Regions from separate parts of the Mus musculus genome. Here region 2 is linked to region 1. The links are chromatin contacts, called in public Hi-C maps. All regions are on one chromosome and are shown on one strand. Each heading gives the region's core, a stretch centred on a gene start, on an enhancer-like site or on the middle of the called end of the contact. The rest is flanking DNA. Distances are from core to core; before and after follow the strand shown.

Region 1 (3,469 bases), core at 711-3,210:
AGGGAGGAAGAGTCTCCATAGCAGGAGCTATAGGATGAGATCAAACGTGACAGCTCTGGTGTCAAACAAAGTCAATCCAATCCAAACTCATGCTAGCTGGGGGACATTTGGGCTAGCCCCTTTGTCTCTCTGTGCCTCAGCTTCCCTGTTAGAGCATGGACGATGCCACCTAGTCCACTAGAACTATAAAGATAGAATTAGGGGATTCACACAAAGTACTTAGAACAAATGGTATGCACAAGTGAGCTGGTGAGATATAACCAGCCCTTCGAGCCTCGGTTCCAACTTCTGTGAAAGGGAAAACCCCACAGGATTAGAAGTGATATTCAAGATGCACGGCAACACAATGCTGAGTGTGTGAAACAGCCGGTAAGAATAGCTATACTAAGACTACCAGCCCAGAACAACGTCAACAAAACATGTGGGCGGGATGAATAACGAAGGGAAAGAAAAGCAACCAAAGTGCCTACGCTGGAGCCCTGTGGAGGAGCAGCTAGGCAAGGCAAAACTCTCAGAAAGGAGAGGCTAAATGGGTCATGTATTTACAATACAGGGACTCATTCCCAAGGTTACGTGTGTTCTGTGTTGAGTGTGCGTTGCTATTGTAGCTGTGTACATTCTCAACAGCGGACCTTGAGGATATCCATTTAGACAAGGTCTCAGGCCTGAAGAAGGTACTTAAGGCAGAAAAGAAAGGTACCTTCCCATAAAAGGGAAAGAAAATACAGAGTAGTGTCGAGTGAATGGGAGATGGGGACCTTGGAGTCAGTGCTGTGGCTGAGATAGTCCTATTCCCAGCCCAGAAACAAACTACCTCGGTTTTATGCCAGTTTGCTGCAAGGCTTCAGTGAAGTTCACACTCCACACCAGCAAGAGACGCGAGAAAAGGCCACTGGGTAGCAGGTCTCAAAACACATAGGGGATCGGACTGGAGGATGACGCGATGCCTACGGACATAGGGTAGCAACGAGATGCCAAACAGAGGGGCTGAGGGGAGAGAAAAGAGCCTGGCAGTGCGGTTGCCACCTATACAACTGAAACCCTGAGAAGAAAGAGAGAATGGACTAAGGCCAGAGCAGGAGGGAAGCTCCTGAGAAAGGGGGAGTGGTCAGAAGGTGAGCTGTCAGAGGGACCAGAGGGCTGTAGGAGCTGAGGAGGAGCTGAGCGGAAGTGCTAGGAGAGAAGAGCCCAGGGCAGCAGGAGGACAGGAAGGGAGGGAGGGGCAGAACTGCAGCAAGATTTCCGCATGTATGCCTCCAGCAAAGACTTCTGAACCGTTTGCTTTCATGCTGTAAAATTCTGACCTTCCGGGAACATAAAAAGAAACCCTAAGCCTTCCCGCACTCCCGTTAAAGAGGACAAATGCAGGAGATGACTTGGCCGGTGGTACCAGGTGCCAAACAGCAAGGCTAAGAACCTGGCTGCCCACAACCTAGACACAGCATCGCTGATGGCCGCCCCGCCCCGCCCCGCCCCCCTCGGGGTTCAGTTACCTGGAAAGAAGGGATGAAGGATTTGGGGCGGCCCAGCATCTGGCAGTACTCGAAGATTTCCGTCCGCTGGATAGCCTCAATTGTTGCAAATTTCATAAACTCTTGACTAAAAGCAGGGAATAACAAGAACAGAGGTGAGGCGGAGATGCTGCTCTCAGGCAGGTCTATAAGAGGAAAGAGCCTGTGGGCTCAAGATAGACTGCACTTCCTCCTTGACCTCCATCTCTTTAGGTTTGGGCAATAAGTGAGAGTGCCAGCACTTCTAGAAGAGCCTGCTTGTGAGGAGGAGGCTCTGCACCTCCCTTAACATCCCCCTTCAACACCTCCCACTTCAACCTCCTAAAAACTAGTCCTCAGCCCTCAGCCCTCAGCCCTCAGCCCTCAGTCCTCAGCCCTCAGCCCTCAGCCCTCAGCCCTCAGCCCTCAGCCTGGCATGCCCCAGGAAAGACAGAGCAGCCTGAGCTTGCCAAGTGCAAAAGAGGAAGCCGTGGAGTCCAGGAGCACCACAGATGGCCTGGCACAGACTGGGGAGGACAATGGAGCCAGAAAGAAATGACAGATCTTGCACAGGAAGTTCATCCGGCCAGTGAGGAAAGAAAACAGGTGAATGTGATACACACACACATACACACACACACACACACACACACACTTGCCGTCTCCCCTCTACAGCTTGCCAGGTGCCCTATATTCCAGTCATCAGAATAATTCCAGAAGCTAACATATCTCAAGAAACTCCCCCAGGAGTCATGAACATGGGCTATAGGAAGCGAGGTACCTTTATGGGCTTGCTTAGCCCAGACAGACTGCCTTGAGAAGATGACTCTTCTATCTGAGCCCAGGCTCAAGAGAAGAATCTGTGAGGAGCACCGATTGCTATGGTGGTAGAGGATTAGGAATATCAGCTACAACTTTTGCTCCTGCAACCTTACTGTCTAGACTCCAAGTCCATCCTGATGGTGCACCCGAGAGGCTACCTTAGACAAGGCTTTCAATCCCTCAATACCTTGCTTCCCCGGTGCAGTTACCTTTTTATAAAGTAAATCTGTAACAAAGCAAACATTGCAAAGACACTGATAGCTCTGCATCTCAGAAATGTCTTCTTTCTCTCTCTTGAGACAGGTTCGTAGCCCTGGCTGGCTGGCTAGCCTAGAACTCATTGCACCACCCTGGCTAGCATTGGCCTTGCTACAATCCCCCTGTCTATACCTCTTGACTGCTAGAATTCTAGGAGCGCAATACCATGACTGCTCAGAAATCACAACTATTAAGGAGAAAGAGGTAGAAAGATCCAGAACAGTGAGGACCACCCAGGGTAAGATTATCTGCTTCAACTCACTCTTTCTCCAGGGCTTTGGGGTCCTTGGGGGGGGGGGGGAAACACCCTGATATGTGGCTACCAGAAAACAAGTGACTGATGCAGAAGGTTCCAAAGAGCTTGTGCTCCAAATTAATATATTGAAGTAGTATGGAGGCCCCAAAAAGTAGGCTCCTAGAATAAGCCCAGGGCTGCCCAAAATATACTATTGTAAACTTCATTTTTCTATGTTATCTCTGGTTGTGGAGCTAGGCTGCCACCCAGTGGCCAGAAGAGTTCAACACACACCAAGAGCACTAACAGCACCAAAGGCCCTCTGGTGGTGTGATGTGGCACCCTCTGGTCACCTTGCCTAGACTAATGCAGAAGATAGAGAGGAAGAGCGGGCAGTAGCGGAAATTTACACAAGAAAATGAGTAGTGAAGCCATGAAACCCAGTAAGGGCTAAAATAACCCGTGCAAATCATCTTTACAAAAGTCACATACGTACCTGTGGCTACTGCCCACCAAGGCCAGATGATCTGTCTTCACCGTATAGTGACCAAAGGGCACATGAGCCATGAGATAGCAGAAGTGAGATGCCTCCACAAGCCCTTTTCCAGCTGCAGGAGGAGAACAAGAGCCCAGGCGTGAGGCACACCCTGTGGGACCCAGTGTC
Region 2 (3,469 bases), core at 473-2,972, 170 kb before region 1:
TGAGAAGAGTGTGGCCACAGTGTTGCCAGCAGGCTTATAAACACCGTGGTCACCCCTGGGGTACAGGCATGGAGGCCAAGGGCGAGATGGTGTATACAGTAGTCTGGAGCTCGAGCAGGCCCTGCCCCCTCCCTAGACAAGCTGCCCAACACGTGATCACCCTATCTGAGCAACAAGATATCCTCGAAAGACACCCACGATCAACACCACCATGGGAAAACCATGTTGATGTCCATGATCCATCTGTGCAGCCAGCCGCTACGAGCGGGAAAGCCTCTTTTGCAGTGGCATCGATGACTGCAGACTCATACCTAAGAATTAGAGACATGGATGGCTTCTGTGCCAACCTCCTCCACCCAAAAAGGAAAGAAGCAATTCAGACATGAAGCTATTGAAGCGAATCCTTTAAAACTGTGATAAAGACACTGAAGGATTCATGGCTTCACCGTTCATGGCTTCTTGTGAAGGGTGGGAAGGGACCACAGTTTTTTAAGGGGCTGGCCACTGGGAGTTTGACCATTTTCAAATGAGTAATTGGGCAACACCAATTGGGCTTGATAGGTAGAAAGAAACATTCTCCTCCTCCTCCTCCTCCTTCTCCTCCTCCTCCTCCTCCTCCTTCTCCTCCTCCTCCTCCTCCTCCTTCTCCTCCTTCTCCTCCTCCTCCTCCTCCTCCTTCTCCTCCTTCTCCTCCTCCTCCTCCTTCTTCCTCCTCCTCCTCCTCCTCCTTCTCCTCCTCCTTCTCCTCCTTCTCCTCCTCCTCCTCCTTCTTCCTCCTCCTCCTCCTCCTCCTTCTCCTCCTCCTTCTCCTCCTCCTCCTCCTCCTCCTTCTCCTCCTCCTTCTCCTCCTCCTCCTCCTTCTTCCTCCTCCTCCTCCTCCTCCTCCTCCTCCTTCTCCTCCTCCTTCTCCTCCTCCTTCTCCTCCTCCTCCTTCTTCCTCCTCCTCCTCCTCCTCCTTCTCCTCCTCCTCCTTCTCCTCCTCCTTCTCCTCCTCCTCCTCCTCCTCTTCCTCCTTCTCTCTCTCTCTCTCTCTCTCTCTCTCTCTCTCTCTCTCTCTCTCTCTCTCTCTCTCTCTTTCCATTGTTAGAAAGGATTAGTTAATGCCTTACTCCAAGAAAGGAATCCTAATTCTCCCCGGTGGTTACACACTGAAACCCTTTCTCCTGTTCCCTCTCTTTTTCAGGTACCCACTTCTCTCCTCGCTCTGAGCTAAGTGGAAACATGAAACCCACTTCCTCCAAAACCATGAGGATGGGGGCCTTACTTCTTGTTAATCCCCCAGTTCTGGGTATTTTATTACAGTGAAGAAAGCGCTTCCTGTGTAAAAAAATTATCAAAAGCACGTAAACCTATTTGTGGCATAAAGCAGGTACTGTCCAAGTATTAAATCCGAGGTTGAAGAAGAATCGTGGCTGACACCAGCTCTGCTATTCAGCTCATCCACACTAGAACTATGACACCAAATGTACACCGCCAGTGTCCCCACTGCACAGTGTCTGAGCTATTCAGCATATTCTTTTGAATACTGCCCCTAGGTGAGGTCCTGGGAAACTTAAGGTTACTCTGCCTGCCCCTCTGGGGATTGTCAAAGTGATTCTGAACTGATTCAAAGCCTGCAGGCTCAGAAAAGCTCCCCTGAAAGCGAAGCCTGGGAGCACCTTCGCGGATCCCTCCACACTTGACTTTCCCCACCTACGTTCACCTTCCCATCCACAGTGTACCCGCTACCTTGCCAGCCTAGCACTCTTGAGATCTTGTGTCGGGGGAGAAACCCACATCCTCAGCTTGGGAATAACACAGCTCATCTTTTGTAGCGTTTTGTTAAGTTTGCCCTTAACGTCGGTGCCAGAATGTCTGACAGTTGTTTTGTGAAGAGCAAGGAAGGGTGTTTTACAGCTCGGCTGCTGGGAAGCACAGATGTTGCCGGCTGTGTCGTGGCGAGGTGGTAAAGGCTGCGAGGAAGGTGCCGAGCCTTAATTATCTTTCTGCAGCTGTTCATTAGCCCACAGACACCTCGCCCTGCCATCTTCAAGACTGACAACCACACACAACAAACCAGGAGAGTTGAAGGAGGAAGAGAGGAGCTATCTGAAGGTTAAAATGAGTGCAGTGTGCAGAACAGCTGGGGATACCCGCTGTGGGCTGCCTAGAGAACAAGGTGATCACAGGGCACTCTGCGGAGTACCCCTGGGGCTCAGCCCTAGTTGGGTGGGATTCTCCAAGGAGATTTCAGGCAAGGCTCCTATGTGCATGCAGGAAAGGCTGTCTATGGGCGTAGGGAACAGGAGGAAGCTTTCTATTTTTTAAATGTTATCTTCCAACTGTCTTTGAATCACATGGATTCCATAGTGCTGTGAGCTCAACTTGGGAAGATGCATGCTTGCCATCTCTGATCCTGAGCATCTCAAGCCTCGGTATGTCAAGTCCTCTGAGATCTCACTCAAACTCTGTTTTATTTTGCTCTACACGGGAGAACTAGGAATAACAGCCTCGGATACTGACACACGGAGATTCAAACCAGCCCCTGTGAGCTTTAGTCTAAGTACCTAGTTCTAAGCACAGTGAGGTAGGTGTGTTAAGTACTTCTGGTCTCCACGCATAGTATGCTCTTTGGCCTAGGCCCTACCTTTTATACATCCCTGAAATCAAAGCGAAAAGACAGACACATTTTCTTATCTCAACCTTCATTATATATCACTTATGAGCTGAGTTCAGAAAGAAAACCTTGTGTATGGTACATAGTCCCCACCTACCGCAGCCTATTGAACTTAACTCTAGAGTGTGTGAAACGCTCCCTGTGAGACATGCAAGTGATTTCAGCAAGTGGGGACGGCTCATCCAAGATAATAGATAAGAGAGCAACTGTAGCCCTTCAGTCGTGTTTCATGAGGGCTTTTGGCAGGATAAGGTGGGGCTTCTATATAGTGTGGCTTATCCTGCTTCCCAGCATCAGAGATTGTCTTATCCTTGGTCACGTGTGCAAGAGACTCACTAATGAGCCATGTCCAGGGATTAGCACACCCCGATTGCCCTCTCCCATCCAACCCATTGTGCTATCACTCCATCCCATACATGGTCACAGCACAGTCCATCGCATGGCCGTTCACTTGCCAGATCCTGCCCCTGGCTCATCACCCCCAGCTGTTTCTATAAGTGACCTTCCTAGTGATCTTAGTTCAAACACTCCCTTGTGCTCCAGGAATGACACAAGACACAAGAGATCACAAGGCAGGGGGAAGTAGTTTTCCTCTCCCTACCACCACCTCAAAGCTGGCCTGCATCATTGGAGTGAATGGATTTTCGCTTTAGGCAACTAGCCGGGCAGACAAATTCTCAATGTTCTGCGTCATGAAGTTAGACCTTCACTGGAACAATCCTTCCTTCTGTATAAGCGGAACTTGAGTTGGACATTAGGGGTGTTTCTCTGGAACCATTCTCAGTTGTGTGCTCTTCCTCTCTGCTAAGACTT

Evidence for each region. Hi-C and Micro-C count contacts between places; a contact is called where the count stands out from the background.
Region 2: a Hi-C map of cerebral cortex shows a contact between it and region 1, with 5 times the contacts expected there. The contact joins two enhancer-like sites. A contact is called at or near these places in 19 of 484 Hi-C or Micro-C datasets (the CH12 cell line, the G1E-ER4 cell line, cerebellar granule neurons and 9 more) and 3 of 115 datasets of contacts at active chromatin or transcription factors (embryonic basal ganglia, embryonic stem cells and pancreatic cancer cells).

What each region holds. Positions count from the first base shown.
Region 1 is chr1:157,552,877-157,556,345 of GRCm38.p6, reverse strand. Sec16b (SEC16 homolog B (S. cerevisiae)) reads right to left here. Exons shown (of 26, transcript NM_001159986.1): 14 at 3,302-3,413; 15 at 1,494-1,599. Among named protein-coding and RNA genes, the nearest start is that of Sec16b, 28 kb to the right of the region's middle. Within about 2 kb of position 1,960, at least 50 of the 459 cell types and tissues checked have an H3K27ac peak or open chromatin away from gene starts, as enhancers often do. A contact at or near this core is called in cerebral cortex, where this site is marked.
Region 2 is chr1:157,722,759-157,726,227 of GRCm38.p6, reverse strand. No RefSeq gene overlaps it. Among named protein-coding and RNA genes, the nearest start is that of Gm51655, 22 kb to the left of the region's middle. Within about 2 kb of position 1,722, at least 11 of the 459 cell types and tissues checked have an H3K27ac peak or open chromatin away from gene starts, as enhancers often do. A contact at or near this core is called in cerebral cortex, where this site is marked.